4 separate regions of the Mus musculus genome follow, and regions 1, 3 and 4 are each linked to region 2. A link is a contact called in public HiChIP or PLAC-seq data. All regions are on one chromosome and are shown on one strand. The core of a region is the stretch at or near the end of the contact, and the rest is flanking DNA. Distances in the headings are between cores, read along the strand shown.

The links. HiChIP or PLAC-seq counts read pairs in DNA pulled down with a chosen protein or histone mark.
Region 1: a contact with region 2 is called in a FOXA1 HiChIP or PLAC-seq map of pancreatic cancer cells. The contact joins two enhancer-like sites. A contact is called at or near these places in 1 of 484 Hi-C or Micro-C datasets (embryonic fibroblasts) and 2 of 115 datasets of contacts at active chromatin or transcription factors (the NIH/3T3 cell line and pancreatic cancer cells).
Region 3: a FOXA1 HiChIP or PLAC-seq map of pancreatic cancer cells shows a contact between it and region 2. The contact joins two enhancer-like sites. A contact is called at or near these places in 1 of 115 datasets of contacts at active chromatin or transcription factors (pancreatic cancer cells) and 1 of 9 other capture datasets (embryonic stem cells).
Region 4: a FOXA1 HiChIP or PLAC-seq map of pancreatic cancer cells shows a contact between it and region 2. The contact joins two enhancer-like sites. A contact is called at or near these places in 1 of 15 datasets of contacts at CTCF or cohesin (the NIH/3T3 cell line) and 4 of 115 datasets of contacts at active chromatin or transcription factors (the 3134 cell line, the NIH/3T3 cell line, embryonic fibroblasts and 1 more).

Annotation. Positions count from the first base shown.
Region 1 is chr4:55,705,549-55,712,326 of GRCm38.p6, reverse strand. No RefSeq gene overlaps it. Among named protein-coding and RNA genes, the nearest start is that of Gm12511, 140 kb to the right of the region's middle. Within about 2 kb of position 4,231, at least 31 of the 459 cell types and tissues checked have an H3K27ac peak or open chromatin away from gene starts, as enhancers often do. A contact at or near this core is called in the NIH/3T3 cell line and pancreatic cancer cells, where this site is marked.
Region 2 is chr4:56,369,260-56,376,756 of GRCm38.p6, reverse strand. No RefSeq gene overlaps it. Among named protein-coding and RNA genes, the nearest start is that of Gm42291, 57 kb to the right of the region's middle. Within about 2 kb of position 2,291, at least 59 of the 459 cell types and tissues checked have an H3K27ac peak or open chromatin away from gene starts, as enhancers often do. A contact at or near this core is called in the NIH/3T3 cell line and pancreatic cancer cells, where this site is marked.
Region 3 is chr4:55,403,654-55,411,334 of GRCm38.p6, reverse strand. Gm12505 (predicted gene 12505) reads left to right here. Exons shown (of 4, transcript NR_040674.1): 4 at 680-892. Among named protein-coding and RNA genes, the nearest start is that of Gm34290, 8.1 kb to the right of the region's middle. Within about 2 kb of position 3,029, at least 17 of the 459 cell types and tissues checked have an H3K27ac peak or open chromatin away from gene starts, as enhancers often do. A contact at or near this core is called in pancreatic cancer cells, where this site is marked.
Region 4 is chr4:55,773,894-55,781,834 of GRCm38.p6, reverse strand. No RefSeq gene overlaps it. Among named protein-coding and RNA genes, the nearest start is that of Gm34482, 180 kb to the left of the region's middle. Within about 2 kb of position 5,579, at least 10 of the 459 cell types and tissues checked have an H3K27ac peak or open chromatin away from gene starts, as enhancers often do. A contact at or near this core is called in the NIH/3T3 cell line and pancreatic cancer cells, where this site is marked.

The DNA of each region.
Region 1 (6,778 bases), core at 2,982-5,481, 670 kb after region 2:
GCCTCGGTTCTCAGTCAGCCTGGGAGAGAGGCTAGACTGGAACAAGATTCCCCTCATGTTGCTGGGGCTCTCCTCTGACACTCCCCCAGTTCCAGCACATGCTCATGAGATACCAGGTCTTGTGGGCAGATCCAAGATAGGACATGCCTCATTACTTACACTGACACAACATATGGTTCTGCCGATTTCTTCTTCACTGGTACAGCCCGGAACTGACTTAGCACACAGGATTCAGAGTGCGTTCTGGTATCTTCAAACACGAGCAGCTGGAGGCACAGTGGGAGACATTGGCGACAGTGGGTTGGGGGAGGGGCTCCTTAGGCAAGACTGACACATGGCATCCTCAGGTCACGCAACACTGAAAGCACACTGAGGAACAACAGCTCCAGACTGCTGGGAGTGATAACAGCAGCGGCATCTGCAAGAGTGAACAAAACACTGTGACAATGAAACCCTAGAGACCGAAGCTGAATGCTGGGAACTGGGACCCACAGACACTGTGGGCTATGGAAGGTTGTCTCTGCCCATCTTCTGCTGTGCTGCAAGGGTTTAGAGTTTAGAGCATGGTTTGAGACACATAGCTCATGTGTGCCTAAGGCAACTCTTCCATGTGCTAGCTGTGTGACCTTGAGCAGACAATCCCTGGCTTTATAGGGCTGTCAGTCAATTAATCTCAATTAAACTCTTGGCAACCCAGAGTGAGTTAAACATAAACTATGACAGTTGTTGCACTCTGGAGAGGGCTTTGCGGATAAAATGACCTTCCGATTTCCCAACCTCAGCCACCAGGACTCCCTGCTTCGACTTCCCTATCTTCTCATGGTTTCTCCACACTCTTGCTCTCACCTGGTCCCAGGACTTCTCTGCCCGTTGTCCTCCAGTGTTTCTAGAAGATTCTAGGTCTTGGCAAGCCTCTGAGCTTCCTATGGTCTCAAGCAGGGAACACTACACTTCCCAAGGAACCCCAGCTCATCCTTTCAAACCACTCCCCAGTCTTTTGACTCCTCCAAACTGTCAGAAGCTTCTTATTACTTGTTAGAGTCACCATCCTGGAACCCAAGCACACATTGGCCACAGTCTTAGCTCTTTCTAGTTGGTTCTTTCTCTAGAATCTTGCTGGCGGTGATGTGGAGCTTTGAACCACCAACAGCAACATGATATCCAGCAAATAGCCAAGTATTCTCTAAAGTTAGTTGGGCGAACGAGTGAATGGATGAATGAGTGAATTCCTGCTTGTTTCCCCTCTAAACTGAGCCATATTTCTGACTCTACAAGGACTTTTGACTGTTCCTGAAGCCAGGGCACAGGGCTTGGCTTTCTAAGGACTATTGCTTAGCTGACTCTGGCAATTAGAGTGAATCTCCATTATCTGTGTCCATTAAAAATGACCTATATAAGAGAGAGGACTTCCAAAAAGTTTACATGTGACAGTGTGTATCTCATTTCTTTGTGGTTAGGAAGAAGGGTGGGTTGTTTATTAAGAAGTCAGAGATAGCTTTCAACTTTTAAAGAGCTCCAAAAGCAAGACCTCCTAGTCCCCAAAGTTCCCGATCCCACCCCTTCCCTACCTTCCAACCTCCACTCCCACACACAACGTTGTGGCTACTGCCTTCAGTCGGTGACCCAGCATCACAGCTGCAAACCTTTCATGGTCTCTCCAAACAGCTGTTTTACCATCCCAGAGGGATAGCAAAGCCAGGGATTTGTACTTGGTGCTTCACAGATGAGCGTTTTGGAACCTTCAGTCCAGCCTGATAGACGATAGATCATCTCATCTCCAGCATGCAGCAGAGGTTTGTGTGCACACAGGCAATAGATCCAAAGCAGGAGCCCTTGCCACATGTGGGCCATGCTGTGCGTATGATCTCACATAGAAGAAAGAGAAAACAGAGGCACCCCTAGGTCTTGGAAATACTTGCCTAGAGACTCATCAACAGTAAAGAACAGACAAACATGTCAACTTGTGCCTGGCCATCCCAGCCCTGCCCTCTGCTTCTTTCTTTGTAACCTCTAGAGAATTTGATGAGCTCTTTGTCTGAAGGCTTTGGAGGCTTAAGATCGATTTTCCCCTCCTTTTAAGTTTGTGAGTCAGGGTCTTGCTCTACAGAGTTAAACATCCTAGACCTTGCATTCCTCCCGCCTCAGCCTCCCAAGGGCTGGGATTCCAGGCATGCACCTGCTACAGTTTTATTATGTATCCCACAGCATCCTCAAAGTTCCCCCCTGAAGACACTGAACCACAAAATTCTTTTTTTATGGATGAGAAAGCTCACTCGTCAGGGGATACATGATGATGTTTAGTCCAAGGCCTCAGGCCGGCTAGAGGATTTGCAAGTCTAGGCTGCTGAGGGAAAGAAAGCTTATGGATAGAAAGCCATACTCTTCCTTCCTCTCTAGCTCACCTGACCTGTCCATAGTACTGCATTCTAGCTTGCAGTCTGAAGAAAGTGGAGAAAACCTTCTGCTAGCTAGCTCCGGCTCGTTCACATACATTGAAGTTCTTATGGCATTCCAAGATCTCACAACCTACTCACCCAGTGTTTCAAACAGGGAAACTGGGTGAGCAGATGACACAGGAAGCAAACCAAACCTGAGACTTCCAGGTAGGACCTTGGGCTTCAGACTCGGGGTGGGGATTTCCCAAGCTCATCATCTTAAGCATCCACTTGGGGCCCACTAGCAGAGATCCCATGTGCTGCTTGTGGACAGGACACTGGCCCTTTTGGCTCAAATTGAACTATATGGGCCTGCTTCCCTGAAGCAGTTAGGGTACTTTCCTTCTTGGACAACAAGATTATATCCTTTGAGTTGTATGAAATTTTCAGAGCCAGGCCACAGGGAGCTTTCTCTGCCTCAAAGGAGAATGCAGACATAAGTGCTCAAAATGTCTTACTAGTAAACTAGAACTTGCAAAATTCTCTTCTGTCCAAGCCAGTTCTTTCTTTAAAGGCTGTTATGACTCAAGTCTCTCCCTTTGTTATCAGGATTGCTTCCTGATGACCTACCATGAACTACAATTCTCTGACCCTTTCCCCTTATCTCCCTTCTCTGTGTCACATGAAGGCCCCATTCCCATCAGGCAAAACAGCACACCACCTAAGCACAATACATTGTTGGGAGACTTTATGCTATGGTTTGAATCTGAAGTGCTTCTCAAAGATTCATAGTTTAAAAATTCAGTCCCCAGCTGCAGTGCTACTGTGGAGATCTTGGGAAGTGGGGATTGGCTGGCAAAAATTAGCTGCTAGTGGTAGACCTTGGAAGGTTATGCCTGCCTCTGGTACCTTTCTACCTTCTCCTTCCTTTAACAAACCACACATGCAAACTCACACACCATGGACAGAGCCATGCCTTCCCTGCCTTAACAAATTGAAATCCTTCTCAAGTCATGAGCCAAATAAGGCTGTATGCCTGTATTGTTTCTAGCCCATATGTCTGTCACAGAAACAAAAGAGTCTCTCCTACCCTCTATATGTTCGTTTACTGTGCTATATCCACCACAGGAATCCATTTGTGCGCCTTATAAGATGCTGTCTGAAGACGAGGGAGAAGGAGAGCTTAAATGTGAATAAGAATGCTCAGGAAGGTTCCCACTGAGAGGCTGGGGGCTAGGGCTGAAGATGGATCAGGACAAAGTGAGGAGAGGACAGGAGTGTGAAGCCTGAGCGAGGGTGGCTACTGATGGAGCTGGGAGGACAGGAAGACAGCATTGGCTCAGCTGGAGAATGAACTGTGAAAAGGTCAGGCCACAGCCAGACTGGGAAGGATCAGTGGTCTATCTGGGGAGCTTGGATTTCCAACTTGCTGGGTGCTATTGTTTAATAGTGTGTGGCATTTGTGAACTTGGCAGTCAGAAGGCCGATGCAGGAGCATTGCCATGGTTTCAAGGGTAGCTTGGTCTGATGAGTATCAGGGTTACATAGCAAAACCCTAAGAGATAACAACAACAACAACAACAGCAACATAGCATAGTTCTCAAATTTAAAAAGAAAATGAACTTTGGTTTCATGAAGCTGAGCTGTCAGGGAACCCAGTCTACGTGATCCGATAAGCATCTATTTTTTTTACCTGTGTACTGATTAACGTGGATCACATGACTTCCCGTTAACTCCGGGTGGCACTGGGAGGACGTTTCATAACAGAATTGCTCTTCTGGATTGCTGGGACATAGAAAGGTAGGAGCCCTGGGTGGATCATTATGGCTCCTTGGCTATATAAATTCTCCAGAGTGTAACAGAATGACTCACAGTGAAAACATGAGATTGCCATGCAGCTTGTCTCGAGATAGCCATCCCAGCCAAGAAAAGCCATATCCATGTGGCATCTGGCCAGTGGGTCCCGGCATCTGCTCAGCAGATGCTCCTCCCCCACACTGGATGCGATTGGCCGCTTCCTGAATCACTCTCTCCCAGGGACTACATATATGAAGAGAATACATCATGTTTTCATACTCAGTCTACCACTTTTCACCTCAGCCTCACTTTCCCCCTTTGTCAGGCAGAGATTACAACAACCATCCTTAGAAGCCTCAGAGAGTTGTTAAATGATGAAAAGTACCTGGCTAGTATGAGATCCTAAGATTTACAAGTGTCACTTTTGCTGAGGCCCAATCCTGTTTTCACCCAGGTTTTGTAATGAGTAGAGAATAAGGAGCTGAGAACCTTAGAAATAAAAGCTTTCTTCCCAACTATGCAGCCATATATCATTTCAGACCAGGCGAATCACTTAGGCAACAAGGCAGGTGGAAGAGCTACATAGCATGAGCACATGACTTCCTGGGACCATGCTGGCTCACCGCAGAGATGAGTGGACGTTCTTTGGATGACACTTTAACCTTTCACCACCACTTTAGTTGACCTTGGGATTGAAGGGTTAAAGGGAAATCCTAGGGTGACAGTATTTACAAAATCCAATGAGAATTCTAAGGCTCCAGGTACTCCAGTGGAACAAATAAACCATCAAGAAATGGATTCATCTCAAGCAGGAAATGAAAATGACTAGAGTTCCAGTGGTTAGTATGTGTCTCTCTTGTCTACATAGTCTTGGGCAGGAGTTGACTAAACAACAATTGATCTAAATTAATTTTAATCTCTGATATTAGAAGGTGTTGAATACTTCACATGAGAAATGTAGTGATTTTGCATGGATATTTTACCCGTTCCTTGGTGGCGATTGAGTCTTTCCTGTGAAGTTGGACTCAAATTCTCTTCCTAAGATGGCCACTCTGGAGAAAGAAACAATTTTTCCAGAATTAGTGTAGATCAGTACCTTTGAGTTGGATAGAAACAACTTGCCATACCCAATGTCATCAGTACAAGGGAAAGACAGAAAGCATTTAGGGTGTAAACTAAAGAGGAAATTCCGACATTTTGGGTGTGTGGTCTCAGCACTTAGGAGACAGATGAATGAGGATTAAGAGCGAAGGTTATTTGCAGTGACAATTGAGTTTGAAAAAAGCTTGAACTATGTGAGACTCTGAAGGTAAGAATGAAAAAAGAAAGAGAGAGGGAGAGAGAAAGAGAGGAGAGAGAAGGAAGGAAGGAAGGAAGGAAGGAAGGAAGGAAGGAAGGAAGGAAGGAAGGAAGGAAGGAAGGAAGGAAGGAAGGAAGGAAGGAAGGAAGGAAGGAAGGACAGAAAGGAGAGTGGCAATGTATTAAATAATCTCTTTTGAGTGTATCCTTAAGCAAAGATGAAGTAGTAGCTATGGTTGGTGAGAACAGTGCGGCAAGATGCCTGTGTCATTGTAGCCACTGTTTGGGGTAAGATGGCAGAGCACATACCAGGTGACCCTGGGGAAGGAACCAACACAGATCAGAGATGTTATCTTACGCATGCTGGGCAAGCTCCAGCTCTGGAAGGGCAGAGAAAAGAATACAACAATGATGCTGAGGTATAGACCTAGTCATTCATTGGTTCTCCGTCCATGTGACTATGTTGACTTTGTTATAATTATTGTTATTATTGCAAAATATGGACTGGGCCATGCACAAGTCCTTCTGTCACCTTCATAAAATCTTATGTCAGAGAGTTATTGTTCATAAAAATGCTTCAAGGTAGGTAGTATTTCCTCATTTTCACAGCTAGGGAAACTGAGATTCTACGTGCCTTTATGCTTCTGTATTTGCTAGACAGATAATTGAAAGCTATGCCAAAAATTCCATAGCTCTACTGTGATAGCCTTGAAACTCAATCAACATACTCCCTCAAGTATTAGAAGGATATAATCTATGTCTGCCATGATTCATCATTTTAGTGACATGTATAAGAGGTCCTGGGTTCAGGAGCATGCAGAGAAATGGGAATACCAAGGTCATATTATTCCTATGACAAGGAAGACACCAGGTTCCTTTGTGTAAGGATGTGAGGGGACAGTACAGGGATGCATTCCTTAAGAAAACAGGAGGCAAAGGCTTTTCTTCATTGTCCTAAATGATTTTGGTGAGTTGATTTGTTAGACACAGAATGGTTTCCCACAGGACACTCTATGAAAGACAAGGGTCTCTGAACTGTGTCAAGAAAGAAGAGTAAGTATATTTGGTGAGGAAAAAAAAAATGTTCTTTTCCCCTCTTCCCTCTTCTTATCTCACTAGCTCCATACATTCTACAGAGGCTTCCTTGTGATGGACCCTCCAGACAGCCATGCCCTCCTCTACAGTCTTCTTACTTCTGCTGCGCTTGTCGGACTGTATCTTTGAAAGACTGTCCCAAGAAGTCCAAACTGCACATGAACACACCACTTGTCATGTTTGGCATGGCAAAGGTTCAGTCAGCAACTGTC
Region 2 (7,497 bases), core at 1,042-3,541:
GCTAACCTCAGCCAGTCTCTATCATTTCTAGTAAGTTGGTTCAAGCTAATCACCAGTCTCTTGTTGTTTACTTGAGGACAGCTTGTCACTGTTTGCTTCTAATTAGCACTTGTGTCTTAATTTGGTTATGAGCTATAAACACTGGAAGACAAAGGAAAAATGCCGAGGAACATGAGAAATGCATAAGACAGAAGCATTTTATGCAAACCAAACTGTCTCAAACATTCTCTCTTCATTTCAGAGTTTGGAAGTCACTCAGGTTGATGGTAGCATATTTTTAAGAGTTTGTGTTCCAAGCAATGTTTAAAACCATACGTCATGAGCACTAAAGCCAGGTGATTACAGACATATGGGTGTCAGCTTGATTGCTTTATTTTATTTTATTTTTTTTATGGCTGTCTCTTTCTTAAATTTTGGTTTCACTGTGCTTTTAGGTATCCCCGTTCTGTTGTGGGATCTGCCAAGTCTTTCTGATTTCATTTTCTGTTACGGAGTCAGCTAGCTCCTCTACAAAAGCCCTCCAATGACATTTAGTATGATTTAGCAGAACTCCAGTAAGGACTTAAGTGAATACTGCCTATACTGTGTCATTGGAATTGGGGACTGTCAGCAAAGCAGATAAGTCAATCTGCAGGCTTCTCTAGGGGAGCCACACAGAGCTCTTAGAGCTGTCGACAGCACATCCTGTGTACAGCTTCAGCCCCCGGAAGTGCTTTCATACAGCAGCAAGTCCAGCCTTTCAAATGCTGCAATGGAGGTCTTTGTTGGCAAGTTCTCTGTCTGTGTGTACAGAGGACTCATTCTTCCATGAAAGGCCAGGCAGCCTGCTGATGGGCCAAACCAGTTTACAGTGATGTTGCTCTCGGGAGGGAACAGCAAGCAAGCCACTGGTGTGGCCCATAATGGAGCCATTTATCTCTCTGCAGCTTTGTGTCTGTACAGCTATCCCTAGTACATGCCACCTTCAGTGTGCCTCCCGTACCGCAGCCTTTGAGAAGCAATGCTTAACAGACTGGAGTACTTCTGACACTCCTAAGATAAATTCCTGAATCTACAACAGAGGCGCTTACAAGGTGCTGTCTCCAGGGTCCCTCGGGGAAATGCTTTGAGGAGAAAGTAATGTCAGTCAGTGCGCACCCCTCCCTCCACACACCCACCTTTCCCTTTGATCTTAGCATGTTTACCTGTGGCTTACTGGTACCAAGACAAACTAGGTATGGAACATTGGGCTTTGAAATAGGTCTGGTTCTCCAATAGGCGTTCTTTGAAGTCAGATCCATTATGTATTGTTTATTGCCTTTCCAAGCGTGCCCACATGTATTTCTAAGACCAGGGCTCATCTTTACTTATTCAAAAGAACTCCAGTTTGTTGCCATATTGGCCATCCTTTGATTTTTTTTTCTTTTTTAAGAAGAGTGAAATAGTACCTCTGGAGTCCATTTTGTCCACTTACAAAGTATTTTAACAATATACGTTAGGGGCAATTTTACATCTCTCTGTACCATTACTATCTTCCCAAGCACAATTATATGTCAAGTGAACAACTCAGAACTCCTTATGCCCTGTAATAAATCATCAATGTAATGGGTAAAAAGAATTTGTCATTGTTCGCTGTATATACAGAGTTATGTGGCATCTAACCTCAAATTTCTTTTAGATCACATATAAATACATAATAAAATAATAATGCTCATTAGTCAACACCAAATATAAGTTCCAGATGTTTGAACATCAAAGTATTTATAGGCCTATAGAAACTGCCTTGAAACAGGAACTGCTCCTCCGGAGTGGGACAGCAAGACAGGGCTATGAAACCTTCTTGAGTCCTCAGAAACAAAAGCTATTCTTGTTTATGCATAAATTATGAATGACTTTATTTTTTAAGGCTGAGTCATTGGCCAGTACATGTGTCTACAAATCCGGTTTCACAGGCGAATGGGAACTGACCAGACTAACAAGAATTCTACAACAAATCACTTTTTCCCCATTTTGTCTGGGGGTTCTGCCACTGCTCTTGTTAAGGCACAGTGGAGTTGGCGTCTTTGGCTACTTGCCTTGCCACAGACCCATACCACTTAGTTGCCAAGTAAGGGCTGGCTGCTCAGAACACAATGGCAGGGCAATAGGCTGTGGAAGAAGGGTCTCCACAGCTCCCTCAAGTGGTGGGACTGAATGCTGGCAGTAGGGTCTCTGGAAGGAAGCCACCCCACCCCCACCTCAAGCTGATGCCAATTCCAGAATTGCTCCCCTTCCCAGCCCTCAACTTAGTGGCCTTATGTTCACAGTGAGGGTAGGAGAAAGCCCTGGAGGCTCTGAGAGTGACTGTACCACTTAGTCACTGACTGATCTTTAGCAAATAAGCTGACTTTCCTCTTAAAATTTCTCATTCATAGAATGAAGAGTCATACAGAATCACCTTTCAGGTCCTGTCCATCATCGATGAGCTATGATCTGATTTTGATTCAACTACACAGGAAGAATGAAATGTATTTTAAGTTTATCAATACCACACACGCACCCCCCCCCCAGCCGATGTTCAATACGGCTAATGAGTGGTTTCGTTAATCATGACTCAAGAGAGAATTTCACCAGCAACACAAACCTCCCCAAACGAGTAGCTAGCTATCCTTTGCTGCAGCAAGGAACAAACTTGGAGATGTTAGGTATTTTCTGGGGGATTTGATATGAAAACGCCATATCCATATAGCTTGTTGGCAACATGAAAAACACGTCTCTGTTGTTCTTTTCTGCCTCAAGTCTCCCTCACACAGGAAGGAGAGAAAGGAGGATGCTTCACACTAACAGTGATTCAAACTCTCCAGCGACTGAGTCTGTGAATGTCAAGAATTCAAGCATGACTTAGTCACCCTCATTTTCTACCCTAAATGCTTTCTGTTGATCTCTATAACCACAGAGGAAGTATCCTCTGGAGAGAAGTGTTTGTTTCTTAAAACATCACAGAGGCAAATTAATATTTGAATCTGAGTTCCATGGAGCTTTTTTGGGGGGAAGCCATTTTTGGGTGGAGACAATCAAACTTCTTTTTATCCTCTGCTCAGAGGGAATCTATTTATATTAGCACACTTGTCCGTGCTAAGAATCTTGAGATGCTGGGGAGATGGCTCAGTGGGAAAGAACACTTTCATGCAAGTGTGAGGACCTGAAGATGAATCTTCAGTAACCCTGGGAAAGAGCCAGGCGTGGCTATGTGTGTCTATTAATTGGAATCCTGGGGAACAGAGGCAAGCAGGTCCCAGGAACTTGCTGGCCCATCAGGCTAGCTAAAAAGACAGACTTCCAGTTCACTGAGAGACACTGTCTCAGGGCACTCAGGCCGTGAGTGACAGAGAAAGGCTCAATGTCTTCCTCTAGCTTCCACATGTGTGCACACAGTCCCAAGCACATCTGTATACTCATTGTGTAGACATTACATACAGCTTCCTCCCCCCCCAGAAGTCTTGACTTCCCTCTGATAAACTTTGACAAATATAAAAGATCAATAGCAGTCACATATTAGTTTTCATTAAGAAACGACTGCAAGCGTCTACCATCAACATGGGATAATGGCAGTGTGGACTAGAGATGATTTACACCTTAAAGCCTGATATTGCACAATTAACAATAAGCTCATTATTACTTGATGCATTTGCTCAAACAGAAACCACATGTGACTGGGAATTTGAAAACGGAACAGACGTTGGCAAATGTTTCCCAAATATAATACACCATCCTGACAGCTAATGCATCAGCAATGTTTACTTCGGCAAATGTTTCCAATTTGGAGGAAGGGGAAAAATGGAGTGTCTAATAATAACCTCTTACATCTGAATACAGTCTGATGCTTTGGAGTTTAAAAAGCACTTTCCATGTATACATCCGCTCAGCTGATCCTTCCAACCACCCTGGGAGGTGGGCGGGATGCACATTATATTATTGTCCAACAATTTGTAGCTTCCCGGCTTGTCATGCTGCCTCGTGTCTGATCATTTCTCACATGCTCTTCCTGAGCCCTGGAACACCCTCTTCTCCCTCCCCTGCCCCATTTCTCATGTAGATAAGTCCCAATCAGCTCTGAAAAATCAGCGTGGTTAATGCTGCTTTTCAAATAGCCTGGAAGCTTTCAGTCTGGCATAGATGGTACACTTCGGTGTTTTCCCCTTCTGGCCTATGCCACAGGGCAAGGATGCCTTGCAGTGAACCCATCTCTGCTTTTCTGTGTGTTGCTTTTCTCTGCTCTAGCTTGAAAGCCCGGCTTCACCTTATTTAATGTCTGTAGCATCCTCTATTGTTCCTATCAAATAGTGAGGGCTCTAAATGTCTGCTGAGAGAGGGCTGCTCAATTGAGAGGAGTCAAACAGGTTTTTACAAATTCAACAGTCTAGTGAGGAGTAAGGGTTGAGCTGTTTCTTGTTTTCTAGTTTAACAGTCTTTGTATAGTTTAACAGTGTGTCTGCTTAGCTTGTTCCTATTGAAATACATGAGATATAGGTAGAATACAATAGTGTCCTGTGGATATTTCTATGGTTTATGGAAGAAGGTGTTGGAAATATGCTAACTGCTTTTCTTAATTCTTTCTTCACTTATTTATATATTTATTTATTCATTTTTTTTATTTTTACAGATTTTCTTTTCTGGGCATGGGGTGTGGGTATGCACAAGCCACAGTATGTATGGACCAAGGATAACTTGTGAGAGATGGTTCTCTTCTACCATCATGCAGGTTATTGGACTTGGACTCAGGTCACCTGGCTTAGTTGCAAGTGCCTTTGCTCACTGAGCCATCTTGTCAGCTCTTATTTTTCAGCATTTAATTAGTTCTTTACTTCCTATTTCTTCTAACAAGTGTGTGTGTCAGCTCAAGTTTAACTTTATGTAAAACAAGGATAAGAGACAAAACAACACAGGGAGAATAGGAGGAAAAGAGAGAAACCGCTGTATGAGAAATTCTTGATCAAGAGTAATGATGAGAGGTGATCTTTCAACTTAGCCTAGAGAGTGCCAGGGTTTAAGCAGGCAGGAGAGCATGGCATGTTCTTAGTAGTGTGTAAATAGAGTTCTTTGGGTGTATTTTTGCCTTCAGTATTAAGCTCTAAGAGGAATTCATTGCACTCATAATGATTTGAACCCATAACATGTATAACAAAATATTCCTTCACATGATGTTCATAACAGAGAAATTTATTCGTGGAATGCATATGAAATACCCCTCATGTGTCAAACACTATGCTGATGACTGAGACAAAGGCTCAAAGATGAAATGAGAAAGATCACCATTTATGGAAGTATTAGATGTTGTTGTTTTGAACAATAGCTATATAACATACACAGAGTGTCAGAAGAAAAGGAAGGTAACCACTAATGTTACCTTAGAGATGAAGGGTTACTAACTAGTGTTTCTTTATGACGTGTGTGTGTGTGTGTGTGTGTGTGTGTGTGTGTGTGTGTGTGTGTGTGTGTGTGTGTGCGTGCGTGCATGTAGAGGCCAATAAATAAATAAATAAATAAATAAATAAATAAATAAATAAGAAAAGCTGTTAACATATTTCCAACACCTTCTTGTACAAACCACAGAAATATCCACTGGACACTATCTTTTTCTATTTTGAGACAGTCTCACTAATCCTGGAGCTGGTCAGTTGGCCAAATTGTTTAGCCGTCAAGTTCCAGTGACCTTCTTGACTCTAGCTTTTACAGCCAGTACTGATATTATACAGTATTAGATTTCATATACTCCCTATTGTGTGCATATGTATGTATACACACACACACTCAAACACATATAGAAATACACATATGTCCACACACACACAGAACTTGTAACATGGTTCCAGGGAATCTGAACATAGGTCCTTCATCTTTCCAGTCCCCTTAACTTAGTTGTCTTATGGTGATTCCCACGATAATGGTGCTGTCTTTGCATTAAATTAGTGTTCACGTGAAAAGTCTGTCTATATCAGGAAACTTATCACAGAATATGAATGTAGGTTGTATTTGGGGATTCACCCTTTCTACTTAGAACTTTTTAAGAAAACAATTACAGGCAATAAATTACAAACATTTGTGGATGTGCCAATGTTTGATAATAAAAGAATTACCATCTTCCTTACTCTTTGCTTGTGTTTCTCTCAGTTCTTTCATTTGAGATTTGTATTCACTGTATAGCTGACATTAAAAAAGCGTATGAATTTCCATACATGGAGACGGCTGTCTGCTACAGAGATAGGAAGCGGACCTAATAATAAATTGTCTGGCCTCTGAAAACCCAGCTAGAGCTAAAAGTCCACATTTTGTTCTTGCAATTTGTAACACACTCAGAAAATCCCCGAGCTGGCTCAGAACCAGCGGATGGTCCCTCCAGCACTGGCCTCATAATGGGGAGCCTATTTTTCTTTTATTCCTGGTCACTGGAAAAGCCTACTAACTCTTTTGCATTGACAATCTTTACAGGATAGAGCGCTTGTTTTTCCTGGATTTTCATGTATTTTTAGGCTGTCATCTTGGGCAATCTGGCCTTGTATCAAAAGTCTTTTCAATTGAAAAGGTTCTCCCTTGGGCTATTGGTAGAAAAATACACTCTCTGTATCTTTGTATCTATTTTAGGGGGTCACAGCTGGGTTCCAGTTCACCATCTTCTTGCAAAGCAGTTCCTCTTTCATCCCCTCATCTCCACATATGCCTGGGAAAAGGAAGGAAGGAACAGAACCTCAGAGCTGGGACCACTTTTCTAAAACACTGTCTCAAAAGTAGCCAAAACCTGGAAGCACTGGAACACTCACTCCATTTTTTCAGACGGATGATGGGTACGCACCAGTGCTGCCAACAGGGGAGGGGGAGTGTCCGTGATGCTGAACAACAGAGGGCCCGTGGTCTGAACTTTGAGGACTGATCATGGGTAGGACTTTGGGAAGTTTTTACTTGTTCTTAACATTGCCTTGAGTGTAATTTCATTTGTGAAGTTCTGGTACATGCTTCTCCCTCTAACCACTCCACCCAAAAAGAAAAACATTTCCTATGGTACATGTAAAGCTATTGTTGCTCTATTTGTAAGCATCTCAGGGAGGCAGGTACTCACAGAGTCAGAGGCCCATATTAGCACACCTTCCAAAGCTTTCTGAGGGAAAAGGAAGCAAAGAGTAATGGGAAATTTTCCTTTTCATGATTTTAACCCCTCTAATGTGTAATCTATAATCTTGCCAGAAAGCACTCACTATCTTTCCTCCTTAAACCATGACTGTAAACTGAGCACACTTAGTGAATACAGATCTTTAAACAGAAGGTCCCTGCCTCTGAAAATGCGTTTTCATGTGGGTGTGTACTGGCTCCTTAAATAAGATCCTCACACTGTCTGGACTTGAGGAAACTGTTTCCAGAATAATTCCAACGCTCTCCTTACCTGATCTGTGCCTCAAGACTTTCTCCATTATTTTCTGAGTGACCTTGTCCACTCTGTTCTCACACTTCGATGAAACTATTTGCATTTGATTATAAATGTGGTTC
Region 3 (7,681 bases), core at 1,780-4,279, 970 kb after region 2:
AGCTTGGGACTCAACAGTCCTGTCCCTGTAGGCTGTGTCCCCATCTGTGAAAGGAGAAAGGCTGCTGCAGGGTATTGTGGCCTGAGCAATAGCTGGATTCCAGCCTTTCGTTCATACACTTGTCTCATCTCCTCAGCAGCCCTTGCTGTTTTTAGAAAATTGGGGTGAGGGTGGGTGGGGAGTAGTGTTGTGTTTCATAAAAAAGGTAGAGAAATTAGGGATGTTTGGTGAAGTATCCACAGCACCAACGTTGTGTTTTATAAAAAGATAGGGAAGGAAGGAATATGTTTGGTGCAGGCATAGTATGGTGTGGGGAAAGGGGATGCCTCTGTGGATCCATGCCAAGGCGTTCCCTTCCACCCTGAGGTACCAGCCAGGCAGTGGTATAGTATAGATAGAGTTTATTCAGGGCATGGAGAGGGGAGTCAAGAGAAAGGTAGAGGGGTGTGGGGAGGGAGAAGGGGAGGGGAAAGGAGAGGGAGAAGGGAGTAGAAGCCAGCCATGAGTACATGGAGATGGGGGAGGGAATGGGGAGAGAGAGGGAGCAGGAGCAAAGGGGCAAGAGAGTGAGGAGGGGGCAAACAGCCCCTTTTATACTGAGTTAGGCACACTTGACTGTTGCCAAGCAACTGTGGGGTGGAGCCTAGACGAAATGCCAACAAATAGTACATCTGATCAGTTTCAGGGACTTCCTGAGTCTCATCAAGCTTCTATGCTGGATGGAGTATTTTAACTGGAGCAGATTGCTGTAGGAGACCTGAAGAGGAATGGAATTCTTCCTGAGAAGATAGAGAATGAGAAAAGCCTGTGGCCCATAGATTTCATGTGAGCACAGGTCCCAGGTCCTTGTCCCTTCTACTCCCCAGAGTTATCATCATACTTCGTGCTCTCACTTTGATTGTGGTGGTGGCTCCATAGCTGGTACTTTCAAAGTCAACCGACTTGACAAGAGGGTCTTTGAAGATTAGGAAGACACAGTCTCAGGCCAGGCGAGAAGATGCACACATACCCTGGGCTCTGCACACAGTCTCCTTTTGCTGATGATTCCAGTTCGTGGAGGGCTGAAGCAGGAAGAGGGAGAGAGCAAGGCTAGTGTCTCAGTCAGGGGTTCAATTCCTGCACATAACACCATGACCAGAAGCAAGTTGGGGAGGAAAGGGTTTATTCAGCTTACACTTCCATACTGCTGTTCATCACCAAAGGAAGTCAGGACAGGAACTCACACAGGTAGAAACTTGGAGATAGGAGCTGATGCAGAGATCATGAAGGGATGTTCCTTACTGGCTTGCTTCCCCTGGCTTGCTCAGCTTGCTTTCTTATAGAACCTAGCCCAGGGATGGCACCACCCACAATGGGCCCTCCCTCCCTTGATCACTAATTGAGAAAATGCCTTACAGTTAGATCTCATGGAGGCATTTCCTCAAGGGAGGCTCCTTTCTCTGTGATAACTCCAGCTTGTGTCAATTTGACACACAAAACCAGCCAGTACAGCTAGTCTGCACTACATAAAGAGATCCCATTTAAGAAACAAAACTATCAGTAGAGCGTCCTGACTCAGCATGACTGTGCATTTCTAAATTGGGAAATTCAGATCTTAACACACAGGCACAGTTCAGAATGATGCTTCTAAAGCCAAGGATTGTCAGCAAAACCTGAGAGGTGGTACAAAGGCCTGGAAGAGTCTCCCTCACAGCCTATAGAAGAAAGCAACTCTATCCATACCTGGATTACAGATTTCTTGATTACAGGACTGTAAGATAATAAAGTGCCTTTTGCATAAGACACCTAGGAAGTACACATAAGTCTTGGAACACACAGGACAAGTTTAAACCTGAGAGGGCCACCATCCTTTGATTTCAGAGGCCAGCTTGTCTCATGATTGATTATTAATTAAGACTGCCCTCAGTGTGTATAGGGGAAAGCCTTGGTGTCAGCTATCTTTCAATTGTGTTCGCGCTGCCTCTTGCGCGGGGGGTGGGGGGGTGAGGGGGGTGGGGGGTGGAAGGAGGTGTCTATCCATACCACGGCTCCTACAAAGCAGATTGCCCGCAAATCCACCCCGGTGGTGGTAAAGCACCCAGGAAACAACTGGCTACAAAAGCCGCTCGCAAGTGCGCCCTCTACTGGAGGGGTAAAGAAACCTCATCGTTACAGGCCTGGTACTATGGCACTCCCTGAAATCAGACGCTATCAGAAGTCCACTGAACTTCTGATCCGCAAGCTCCCCTTTCAGCGTCTGGTGCGAGAAATTGTTCAGGACTTCAAAACATCTGCAAGTGAGGCCTATCTGGTATTGACGATACCAATCTGTGTGCTATCCATGCCAAACGTATAACAATTATGCCAAAAGATATCCAGCTAGCACGCCGCATACGCGGAAAATGTAGTTAAGAGTCCACTATGAGGGGAAACATTCCATTCTCAAAAAAAAAAATGTTTTTCCTCTTTTTCCTGTAATCAGTAGTTCTGAATGTTAGATATTTTTTCATGGGGTCAAAGGTACCTAAGCACATGATTGCAAGTGGAAACATAGGGGACAGAATCAGGAATTGGCAGTTTCTCCACGTTCATTTGTGTGTGAATTTGTTTGTTTGGTTTGTTTTTCGAGACAGGGTTTCTCTGTGTAGCCTTGGCCGACCTGAAACTCACTTTGGGAGGCACAGGCTGGCCTCGAACTCAGAAATCCGCCTGCCTGTGCCTCCCAAGTGCTGGGATTAAAGGCATGCGCCACCACGCCCGGCTGTGTGTGAATTTTTAATAGAAATGCAAGATGTAAAGCATTGATGCAAGCAAAAATGTTTCAGTGAACACATTTCAACAGTTCAACTTTATAACAATTATAAATAAACCTGTTAAAATTTTCTGGGGAAAAAAAAAAAAAAGACTGCCCTCTACATAGACACTGCCTTGGTAAAAGTAGGAATTTGCTACAAGGGGACCTCAGTAGGCATACACACATAGACATTAGCAGCCAGCTGAGTCTTGCTGCACCATCAACAGCAGGAGACAGTGAGCTGGTGAGCGGGAAGGTGGGTGTTGCACTTGGGAAATGTAAATGCCTACAGCTAGAGTCACTTGCTCACAGAGGCAGCCTCTCTGCCTGCCTCTCCCAGCTTGTTTCTTTCTCTGACTCACACCTTCCCTCCAGATTTGTTTGTCTTCTCCCCAGGCCCCCACAGGCCCACCTCTGCCCCTCTGCAATCTTGGCCTCAACTCGGGCACACTCACTGCATCTGTACTCTTTCTTCAGGGCCCAAGGGCACTTTTTGAGGGATCCTGACTGTCCCTGCTCTACCTGAACCCCAACTTGCCTCCTGACCCCCATTAACAGCCACCATCTCTTCCTCTGCTTCTGCCATTCTTGCTTGGCAGTATGTAAACCCTTCAGCTTTCCCAAGTGTTGGAGCCTCCCATTGTAGCAAATAACTCTGGTGTTGCATAGGTAAAAAAGTTATCTATGTCTGTCTCTGTCTGTCTGTCTGTCTGTCTGCCTATCTATCTACTTGTTTATTGGTTTATGTCTTTGTGATGGTGGGGATAGAATAAATGATTTATGCATACTGACCAAGTGCTCCATCACTGAACTCCACACACCTCATCCAGACCTTTCTTCCTGCCTCTGGAATGCAGGAAGTTCCTCACTGACTGGATACCTCTATTCTTCCCATGCAGGGCACTTCCCACGGATCTTTACAGAGCTGCCTCTCTCTCATCTTCTAGATTCTAAGGTCTTTTCTCAGAGAACCCTTTCCTCGTCCTTCTCCATGAAAAGGTGTCCTTCAAAGCACTTATTTTCCAAAATCACCTGCTTATGTTGACCTCAGTCAGACAAGGAAGCCCACTCCAGGCAATGAATTCAACAGAAATAATTCAAATTGGAGGCCAATAGAGATTAGGGACACACTGGCAAGATATGGTCCAAATTCAAGAAACCAACTCATACAGGAGGAGCAGTGGGGAAGAAGGAAATGGACAACTCAGGGAACTAGAATGGGGGAACGTGATGGAGGATAGTGACTGGGGGATGATATGGCCAGGGAACCAGAGCCAGAGAGGAGACATGATCCCAAGGGAGAGATCAGATATTGGGGATGAGCGGTATACTGGTTTTGTGTCAACTTGACACCAGCTGGAGTTATCACAGAGAAAGGAGCTTCAGTTGGGGAAGTGCCTCCATGAGATCCAGCTGTGGGGCATTTTCTCAATTAGTGATCAAGAGGGAGAGGCACCTTATGGGTGGGACCATCTCTGGGCTGGTAATCTTGGGTTCTATAAGAGAGCAGGCTGAGCAAGCCAGGGGAAGCAAGCCAGTAAAGAACATCCCTTCATGGCTTCTGCATCAGCTCCTGCTTTCTGACCTGCTTGAGTTCCAGTCCTGACTTCCTTTAGTGATGAACAGCAGTATGGAAGAGTAAGCTGAATAAACCCTTTCCTCCCCAACTTGCTTCTTGGTCATGATATTTGTGCAGGAATAGAAACCCTGACTAAGACAAGGGGTGATGAAAAGAAGAGGAGGAAGAAGCTAAACCTGGGCAGGGCTAGCTGGCAATGGACCCTGGGAAATGTAGTCTTCAAGACAGTGTCCTCTGTAACAGTGGAGCAAGGTAAAGCAGGGAAGGACCTGAGAGCTTACTGCAATGAGCTGTACAATTTGTTCACCCAGTCCCCTGCAAATGCTTGAGATTCTCAAGCGTGTGTGTATATAACAAAATATGATCATCTCTACTTCCATGCCCCCCCCACCAACTCTTTTCATAGCTTCACCAGTGTGCCTCCCTCCCAGCTTCTTGCCTTTGTCTTTTGTGAACAACCCTCTGTGTCTAGTCAGTGCTGTCTACACGTGCACAGGAGTGCTGTTATCCACTGGAGCATGAGATTCTTCCAGTGACCACCAAAACACAAGACCCGCCCACCCCAGCAACTACCAATTACCAGTCGCTCCTCAGTAAGGGGTGTGGTCTGGAGAAACACCCTCTACCCCCCCCCCACCTAAGCTGGAATTTTGGTTGGCTGGATCCTGTACAGGTAGCTACAGCTGTCTTGGGTTCCTGAGTACAATGGCCACCATGTCACGTCCAGGAGACAGCATTTCCCAGCGTCCCTCCATCCTCTGGCTCTTACATTCTTTCTGCATCCTCTTCCGTGATGTTCCCTGAGCATTGATGGTTTCGGGGTTAACATAGATGTCCCCTTTATGACTTAGTTTTGGTTTCTACACCATGACCAAAAGCAACTTGCGATCTTGTAACCCAGGGACTATCACTCAGGATAGGAACTGAAGACAGGAACCTGGAGGCAAGAACTGCATCAGAGGCCACAAAGGAACGCTGCTTACAGCTTGTGCTCAGCCTGCTTTCTTCTACAGCCCAAAACGATCTACCCAAAGTGAGCTAGGTTCTTCTACATCAATCATCAATAAAGAAAACGCCCCACAAGCTTGCCCACTGGCCAAATCTGGTAGGGGTATTTTCTCAATTGAGGTTCCCTCCCAAATAACTCTAGTTTGTGTCAAGTTGACATCAAATTAGCCAGCTCACAGACTAAGCACTCAGTCTCTGTTCTCAGCAATTTTCCATTTATACTTCTCTGTACCGACTGCTGCCTATTGCAAAAAGAAGCTTATCTGACCAAGAACTCAGCACACACTGACTGCAGGTCATAAAGGAATCAACCTCAAACCAACCAGAAAATGTCCTCTCTGCTGGCTAGCTTTCACAAAGCCAGAATGTGCCATTCGGGTTACTGGGGGACAAAAGACATCAGTCGTCATTCCCAGCACTGGCCCCTGCATGCTGTTATTCTGACCTGCTAGGCAAAAATGTGCCCACTGGTACAACAGTGAGCAGAATTATTATGGGATAACAAAACCCTTTATGATTGGATTTGAAGCCTGCTCCAGGGGAGGGATTTCATGCCTGGTTACTATAATCTTGGTCAAAGGCCTGTGGTGCGTGGGGTGGGGGTGGGGTTAGAAGGGGGTGGAAGGTCCCCAGAGTAGAACCTGCTATTGTTATCTCACTGAACAGCCCTGCTGCCAAATTGCCTTCAGGGATTTTCCATTTTGTCCCATTTTTTGTGACAGTGTCTTTATAACTGATATATATATACATATATATATATAAGCATATATATATGTACATATATATATGCTAAGTATAAAAATAAAAACTGAGAATTATCACGATACGTGAAGACATTCAGGGTCAGAAAACTGTAGCCTGTCTAAGACCACACAGCTAACATATGGGCAGAGCAGGATTTGAACTCAGATCTGAGTTACTTTGTAGGTAGGGTTCTTTCTGCTCTCCTGGGCCATCCTGACTCATCCGTCCTTCCTGGAACAGAAACAGAAATCAGATAATACTGGATTGTACTGGCTGAATGCTTCCGGATGCGGAGGTTGAGTTCTGTCCCACAAGGATCTGCTGTTCCATTTTAGCTCTTGGAGCTAGGCTGAGAAGGCACACCATTGGCTGTCCTTAGGCTCGCCCAGCAAAGGGAACAAATCAGTCCAGGGCCAGGACCCCAGAATGCAGCCTAGCTTCAGAGACTCCCTGCGTCCCTGGCTTTGTCTGTGGGAAGGACTGGGTTGCTAAACGGTGATCTCTCTTATGCAAAAGGGCATCTACTTGTTTAGAAAATATAAAACAAATCTTAGAGGCAGGCAGATTTCTGAGTTCGAGGCCAGCCTGGTCTACAAAGTGAGTTCCAGGACAGCCAGGGCTACACAGAGAAACCCTGTCTCAAAAAACCAAAAAAAAAAAAAAAAAAAAAAAAAAAAAAAAAGAAAAGAAAAGAAAAAAAAGAAAACAAATCTTCTCAGGGAGGATTACAACCCAGCTCATCCACTGCTTCCCAACAAAATCGGCCCACATATCTGTGTCCTACAATTGACCAATTTATAGGCACCCAAATGTGAGAGTGCACGTAGCTTCAGAGACAGGGGGTCTGGGTCCTTTCCTGTCCTATCTAGTCTTTGAGCCTGGAATATAGTAGATGCTTGATAAAACACAGAAACAATAAAGGAGGCCTTGTGGCCTGGCCATGGGGCCAGTACTCCACCCACTGATTAATATAGAACAGCCCTTAAAAATTTGTCCCATCTTCCCCTCCAATTTCCTAACATCACATTCTATAAAAGACCTAAGTCAGATCAAGTACACACCAGTCCTCTGTTTGTCTGCTGATTTCATGTATCTTTCTACAAAAACTGGTTTTGTTTGTTTGTTTGGTTTTGGCTTAAATTGCTGGGATTTCCTCTGTGTGAACTCTTACATGACCCTTGAGGCCCAGGCCGTTATCACCTCTTCCATGAATCCTTCCTTGATTTTTGGCCAGTGCCCGTGTAGACCTTATCTTGGTGCTTGAGATTCATTTACTGTTGTGTTTAGGATGACTCTCGGAAGCACTGCCTATCATCCTCTTTGTGGCAGGTTTGGGGCTCTTAGTTCCTGTACTCACTCTAGCACTAGGCCTGGTACTTTGTACTCAGTACCTTTTACACGAAAACATGAATTAACGAGCCCACAGCTTGGCCTGGACATATGACTGTAGAGATGGTGATCTACCCAGTAGAGGTCAATCATTGCAGGGGTCAGCCCAGGACAGACCTCCTCGATGGAGTGGCAATGGTGGATCCTTGGCAGCAAGTATCAACTGAACAACGATAGCACTACCTGCC
Region 4 (7,941 bases), core at 4,330-6,829, 600 kb after region 2:
TGTTCCACAGTTTTGAAGTCTCCTATCTTCTGAATACTCACCTTACTAGGAAAGAACACATCTATCTTACAAACTCAAAGCTGGAACTAAGGGAGGAACCCTGAGCCTGAGTGTATATTTCAACACAATGAGAGTGTGAGAGAGTGGGTTCTGTACATACTTATGTATGCTTTGTGGTTATAACCAAGCAAATCCCTTACAAGCCAACAAACATTAATGGACTTTCTAGTATTAGGGATTCTGTTCTCAACTACCAGCTTGTTTATAGAGCTGCCAAGTGCCTTCATCAAACATTCCCACTTCAAAACTGTGTCATAGGCTTCTGCAGCAGCACCCTCAAGAGCAGGGGAGCAAATATAAGCACCATCTCACTTTAGCAAACTCAACAAACAGCATTGTCATGTGCTAACAGCCCTTAATAAGGACTCTCACTGGTGTTGGTTAAGCAAATAGCATTAAGGAGAGAAAGTCAGTCAGCCACTAAGCTCAGTATTGACTGATGGCTATCATTGTTAGTCTCCTCTTGTTTAGCAGAGTGCTTCCATTCCAACACCTTCAGGAGAGAGGTGGTGAGCTTGCTATGGAAGAAATGGGAGCTTTCATATTTGAACTGTCCATTGAAAGATGAGGCTGTCAACAGATGTTTGTGCCACTTTCAAATGTTAGCTACTATTCTGGAGAGGGAATTTTGATATTTAAATGTCATGGTTTCTACAACATTTCATGATGTAGAATATCCATGGAGCCTGAAAGCCTTAGTGACTGTATTTGAGTAGTTATTCATCTTCTAGGGAGAAAGGAAAGGGACTCTGCTGCTGGAAAGATTATACAAGATATATATAGGCTGCCGTGCTAATGACAATTACATTGCACATGTGAATCAGCTTCTCCTGTGGACCCTGTTTTCAATAACTTGAGTTGAAATGGATGACTAACTCCAGCCATTCTCTCCAGCTGATGGAATCTCCCCCCATTCTGTTAGATCCGTCAGAAACCACCTACCTCCTCTAGGTAGCTTTTCCTCACTCTTTCTTCTTCCAATCCCAGCAAGAAATGATTGATCTTTCTCCACTGAATTCCCATAACTGGAATGTCAACTGCATATGAGTCACCTAAGATGGTTAGTGAAAAACAAAATATGGCAGGTACTTCAATGAGAATGATTACAAGTCTGCTTAAGTGGTTCAATGGTGTCAAGGTCATTTTGCAAAGAAACTATGTGGTGCTGTGATAAGATACACCAAAATATTCCAGCACTTGAGAGGCTGAGGCAGGAGACTTGAGAGTGCTGTATAGCAAGACCCCTGGGAAGGAATAGAGGGAGAAGTGAAGAGGAGAGAGAATCAGGGAGGGGTTGGCAGGGAAGGACGGGAGAGGAAAGGAGAGATACCTGCTCAGCTGAATGCAGACAATTAAGGAAATCTGATTTAGTTTATCTGGTATAGGTTCTGGAATGTTTCAGTGTTATCCAGGCTGGCCCTCGGGCTCTCTATGCCCCTGCTTCAGTGAAGTGCTGGTTTGGAGAATTTCCATTCTAACCTAGCATGCAAAGCAGGGGTTCCCAGCTCACATTTGAAAACTAAGACCATGCATGTTTGCTGGGTATGAACTGGAGCCTGCTAACTAGAAGCTATACTATATTGTTATAGTAGACCTGAAGTTTCCCTTAGTTTTCCAAGAATCATGGTGCTGTGTGCATATAGAAGACTGGGTGTAAAAAAAATAAGGCGGAAATAAATTGTTCTACTTCCTGAGAGAGGGCTGGACAGGTGGGAGTCTGGGTGCCTACTCAAGTGAAGGAAAGAGGTACCAGCAATGCCAGGGAAAAGGAAAGATGAGAGGCCATGACTAGTAACCTGGACATGTACAAGGATTAATCTTGAATTGTGGAGACATTGCAAAAGAATGTTGTCAGTGCTTTCCTCTGAAACGTGGAAAAACCCTTTCTCAATCTGCCTTTGGTATTGAGTGAAAATAGTGCTGGGAGCCTCCTCCATATTAGGAAGGGTAGAACTAGGGAGAACCCTGGAAGAAACAGAGCAAGACAACAGAAGGCAGTTCCCATCTGGCTTCCATGTGTTGGCCTTGTCTCTCAGTACAGCTTGTTACACAAAACAGGTGTTCTACACGGATCTTTAAAGCAAATGAAGTGACTTCCAGGAAACAGCTTGGAGAGGACACAGTGGTTCCTCCCGCCACAAAGCACTGAGGACAGTAAACTCTGAGGCTCGTGGCTGTTGTCCTCTTACCTATTTACAAGCCAGTGGAGCACAGAGTGTCTACCAAGCAAGAGCCAGCACATGGAAAGAAGGAAACCACCTGCGTGACAGTGGGTTGGTTTTGGGTGTTTGTCTATTGCTGATGTTTTGGAGAAATTTAGTTCAGATTCAAAGTAGGGGAACACTGGGGATTCTTGCTGGTGGGTCAGATTCATGCATCCCAGAAGCATCTCTTTGCCTCTGGGTATTATTTTGTTTTGCTCAGAACATATATGTATTTCAGTCATGTACAGTTGAGCATGTAGACACACACACACACACACACACACACACACACACACACACACACTGGCACGTGCACATATGTGTCTGGAGGTCAAAGGCCTCAGCTCTCATTCCTCAGGTGCCATCTACCTTGTTTTTGATGGGATTAGATAACTGAGCTGGGCTGGCTGCTCCAAGAGTCCTGTCTTTTTTCATGTGGATTCTGGGAACTCAAAGTCAGGTTCTCTTGCTTCCAGAGTTCCCTTTCATGACTTGTGAATCATCTTCCCTGGGACTGGCCCTAACTCAATGGGGGAACTAAAAAGGAATTAGGAGCAAGTGTTTCTCTATCAGAGGCTCTTAAGAATGGATTTGTCATTCACAGGACTTACTGCCACTATTCTGAGTCATGCCCGCGGATTTGCCAGTTTCCATATCCGCCACCATCTCCTGCATAACAGGGTTGGCTGTGTGACTCCATATTAACCAGTGTCAATGCTCTGCAGGTCTAGAAACAATGACTAATCCATGAGTATATGTATGGTATCATTAAGACCATCTCCTCCCCATGTATGACAAACCTTTATTCTCTTCCTTCTTCCCCTAACCTCCTCAGAAGTGACAGGGGAATGACAGCCTAAGACACTTCAAAGACCCATTAATGAGTATTTCCTTGATTTGGATGTCAGTTCCCACCCCCAATTATGAAATGCATGATCACCTACCCCCTTATAATCCTGTTGAGCTAAGTCTGATTTGTGTTTCCATAACAGCATACACCTTCATACCATTTAAAGAAAATAATTTATTGCTATAGTTCTGGATAGGAAGTCAAAGATGAAGGATCCCTTATCTGGGAGAGAACCTTCTGCCAAGTCATCCCATGATGGAAGGCAGAAGCACATGCATACACTCAAGAGAGCAAGAGATTCTGCTCCCATCTTTAAACTCTTCAATAACTGGCATTAACCTATTCATAATGGGACTCTGTAGCTAAACATTTCCCATTAGGCCCACCTTCCAATGCTGCTATGCTAAGGGTTGGGTTTCAAACTCATGCATCGTGAAAACACATTGGATTACAATGCCCTTCCACATTTGGAAAAGAAGGTTGAACATAGTCCTGTTACTTTTACTGTCTGTTTGACTCTGGAAGCGGCATGGCCTCACTGAGCCTCTGTTTCCCCTTTTGAAAATAGCAATGGAGTTACCTAAAGTATCTTAAGAATTAAAGATGAAGAGATGTGCCATCTCTCTTTCTGCTGCCTGGAATGCTGCAGGTGTGTAACAACTATAAATAGCAACTGTTTCCCAGGGGGCACATGAGAACACACACATTCCAAGCAAGCTGCTTTGTCTCATCTTGAATCTATGCCTATCAAATAGTCTTCTAAGAGGAGACTCATTTTCAGTATTTTGTGATCCTAGAGCTATCTTGAGTAAACAATTGGATAAATGGGACTGAACACCCCAAGGCCATTGGTAGACTTCAGCTTACAAACACTGGATCTCTAACTCCAACTGAATTCTAGAGCTCTAGGTCCATTACAGAAACGAGAAGTTAAGTATTCTCTAAAGTTGAAGCCTCATTTGTTGCATCTCCCATTTTGCCAAGGTCCAGGACACACTCCACACATCTTCTCCCAAATCATCAGGATCAAGAGTCACAGAGCACTCGAGAGCAGGACAATCCTACTTAAAACAAACAAACAAAACAAAAAACAAAACAAACAAACCAAAAAAACCCACTGTGTTCAAGACCTGAACAAGACAAACTGACAGGGGAGGGACTGTGAGGACTCACTCCTCCTTAAAACTATTGGCAGTTAATATTGTTGGGGGTGTGTCAGTTCTTCATGGTTCAGTCACTGACAGGTTGCACTTTTCTAGAATCTAAGCTCCCACTCATGCTTGGGCAAGAAACTAAACTTAGTGGGTCAACACACAGAAGGGACTTGTTGAAGAGAAGATTCTAGCAAGAAAGGGAGGGGATGAAAGAAGGGAATGATAGGTAAAATGGCTAAGATTCCTTGATGAAGATGAGGAGGAGGAGGAGGAGGAGGATGGGGAGGAAGAGGAGGAGAAGGAAGAGATGATGGTGACCTGGAGGGCAGGGGTCCCTGAAAAGGGGAATCATCAATTAATCCTTATAGGGGGCAATTTTTAGTCTTCTGGTCTTTCTGATAGCTATTCTAGGCATATTGTGAAAATGCAGATTCTGATCCAGAAAGTCTGGAGGGTAAGGTTGGTAATGAACATTTCTAGCAAATTCCCAGAGATGCTGGTGATTTGGACTCAACAGACACATTTCAAGCAGCAAATCTTGGGCATAGGCATCACCTTTGCCATGTAATCAAGACTAGGGAGCTCTTTCTTAATGTTGTTGATAAATAAAACCAAGACAGTGGATTCAGGTGAAACTCCTTTACCCAAGACTGGGCTGTGTGGTTAGAGACCTTGCCTCTAGACTATTAGACATGACATTTACTAGCCCCTCTGAGCACCCATTGCTTTTTATTTCTCCTGTTCTCAATCTCTCTCTCTCTCTCTCTCTCTCTCTCTCTCTCTCTCTCTCTCTCTCTCTCTCTCTCTCCCAGTAGCAAAATGTCTATCCCTTCCAATCCCTGGTATACTCTTGGTGACTGGGTCTCTAAAGTAGAAATCGTACTGTCAGTATTATAGTTGCTGCAAGAAATATGTGGCTCAGAAGAGGAACTTGAAACAAGGTTGTTATTGGTATTATTCATATTCATTAACTGAAAGAGTAACAGCTTCCCTTATACCACACAGAAGGAATAGGGGAAAATATTACTTGTGTTTGTACATAGAAGCGTTTGCACTGGGTGCTGGAATATATTGACTCATGAATTCCTAAAGCATTTTGAATCTACAATATGCCAATTTTTCGGTTTTGGGAAACCGAAACTTAGAAAGGACAACCAATGTTTATCTAGACTTACAAACCTGAGTTGTTCCTGATGTAAAGACATTCTTTCCCCTCATCCTGCCTCCCCATCATGCACAGGATGTGGTCTGGCTGTGCCTTTGCACTGTCTGAAGCTCCTGGTACTCGCTGTCAGGTCTCACACTCAACCCCACGTACTAGGCACATGCTTTGACTGTGGGTCACAGTTTGTTTACAGGACCCAGGTCTGGATGGCACCATCCCGTTGCAGTTGGTCTGTTTTTGCTTTCTCACACTCAGAGTTGTGATGAGTCAGACACAGTCAAATCCAAGGACAGTTTGTACGGATCTCACTCCAAGTTACCGTGAAGGTGTCTGAAGCCCCAAAAGGTCACTAGGTGAAGGTGTCAAAGAGGGCAGACAGATGACCTCTCACCTCCTCGCAGAAGTGAAGGGTTCAAAGACATCCTCTCTGAGATCCAAACAAGTATGAGTCATCAGCCCCACATGTTTTCTTGTTCAGATCCAGGTGCCAAGCAGGGCAGGATCTGCCCGCCTGAGATTTAGCACGAACTCAAAGGACATAAATATGTTGACATATTGTCACCATATCAACCTGGATTCATTTATCTAAAGCTTAATTCTACATCAATAGTCCCTCATCTAGGACAGAGATAGTGCTTGCTTCCCAGAAATAACTTCTCTCCTTTCATAGAAGACTCTTACTCTCACATCACGACCCTTCATTCCCAGCACCCCCTGCTTCTTAGAGGGGTCATTTGACTACTCCACACCAGTGAGAAGGAGTGACATATCTTACTCTACCACCCTCCAAGTAAGAAAAAGAATGCTAGGAAGAGGAGCTGAAGTCCTGACTCATTGCAGGAAAGGCTTCCCGGTCAGATCCAGGGTCACCCACATAGAAAGCTTAATTGATAAGAAGTAAAGTTTTATTCCCAAACCATGATACACTCAGATCCATCTGTTGGGACAGCTGGCAGTGTTGTTATCTGGATAGCAGCATTGAGGTGCAGCTAAAACACAAGATGATGCTCTCCACTCAGAACTATGTCACCCAAACCTTATAGAGTTTCAGACAATGACTGCAATCCATCCCCATCCTCACTTAGAACTATAGAAATCATGGTTTGGGGATGTCATATTATTTGTTCCAACTCAAAGAGATAGGAAATAAGAGACATAAGGTAGTTAGCAAACAACAGACATAAGGTATAAAGAAACTTCTGCCTGGTGACAGATGGAAAAAGAACTCCCCTCTGAGATTGATCTTGAAAATCCATTCAAGTATCTTTCCATAGTTGTTTCTAAGCAAGAGTCTGTGATCTGTGGCCTGTCTCCTCTCTTACAGACTCCCATCAGGAGTGCTAGAAAAGATAAAGAGAAGAGTGACATCTGAGCCCTTCTCCTTCAGTCTAGGTCAGCTGTGGAATGAGGGGAGTCCCAGGAGGATTGGGGATACTCTTCCTAGACTCTGTCACCCACATTGGGTATAGCTCCAGAGAAGTGGCAACCAGTTGACGTGGCCACTGTAGGATTGGTGTCTCAGACTTGCTATTGGCAAGGTATGATGAAACAGGGTTCCAGTAAATTTCCCAACAGGGTGACTCAAAACTATTCAAATTAAAGTTTGCAAAGGTGGCCGAGTTGCAAGGTGTAAAGTATGCCAACTTTAGAGGGCACTTATGACCCTGGCAACAGCATTGTTCTTAAGTGGAAAACATACTGAGCTTGGCGTTAGAAGCCAGAGATCTAAAGACTGTCTCCATGGCTGATGTACCTTGGCTACCTGTAACCAAGACACACGGCTAACATGTCAAGACCCAGTCTAAGGAGCTTCCTCCTTTCTGAAAAGGGGGTGTGGTGGGTAGAGAAGTGCAACTCCATCTTCCTCACAGTACCGTCAGGGAATTCCCAGTCTTTCACCTTTGTGCTCAGCATCCCGAGGGCTTACATCTTCTGCCTGGACTAGTGTAGCAGCCCCTTGGTTAGGAGAGGTTCAGTACCTTCTAACGCAGCGCCCTCCACACTGTGAGAGCCTACTTCTGTTTAAACCCACCAAGAGTTCCACACTCTTGGAGCTGAGATGGCCTAGTGGGTAAAAGGCTTGTTTCACAATTAATGGAAATTAAGTTCAGGTGCTTAGCACCCTTGTAGAAAGTTGGAGGGGTGTGGCCAAGAGTTGCCTGCTTTCCCAGAATAAAATCTAAGCTCCTCGGCCCACTGCTTGAATTTTTTTTCCATGATGCAACCTTAACTTCATTTGTGTTGTATATGCCATTATTAGAATCCTTCGCCCTACACTTGACCACCAACACTATTCTCCCATTTCCTTGTGCACTTTCCTGTCATGGTCACCTTTTAAATCCCCGTGGTGGCCTCCCTTTTCCTGGTTACTAAATGTTCTAAACCAACCCATCATGCAAGGCCAGTGTTTGTAGTCACATCTGTAAGCTGATCCTAATGTCTCTGCTAGATTTTCACACCCCTAAATGATATAATCTTTCTTATCTCCTCTCTTAGTTACTGAAAAAA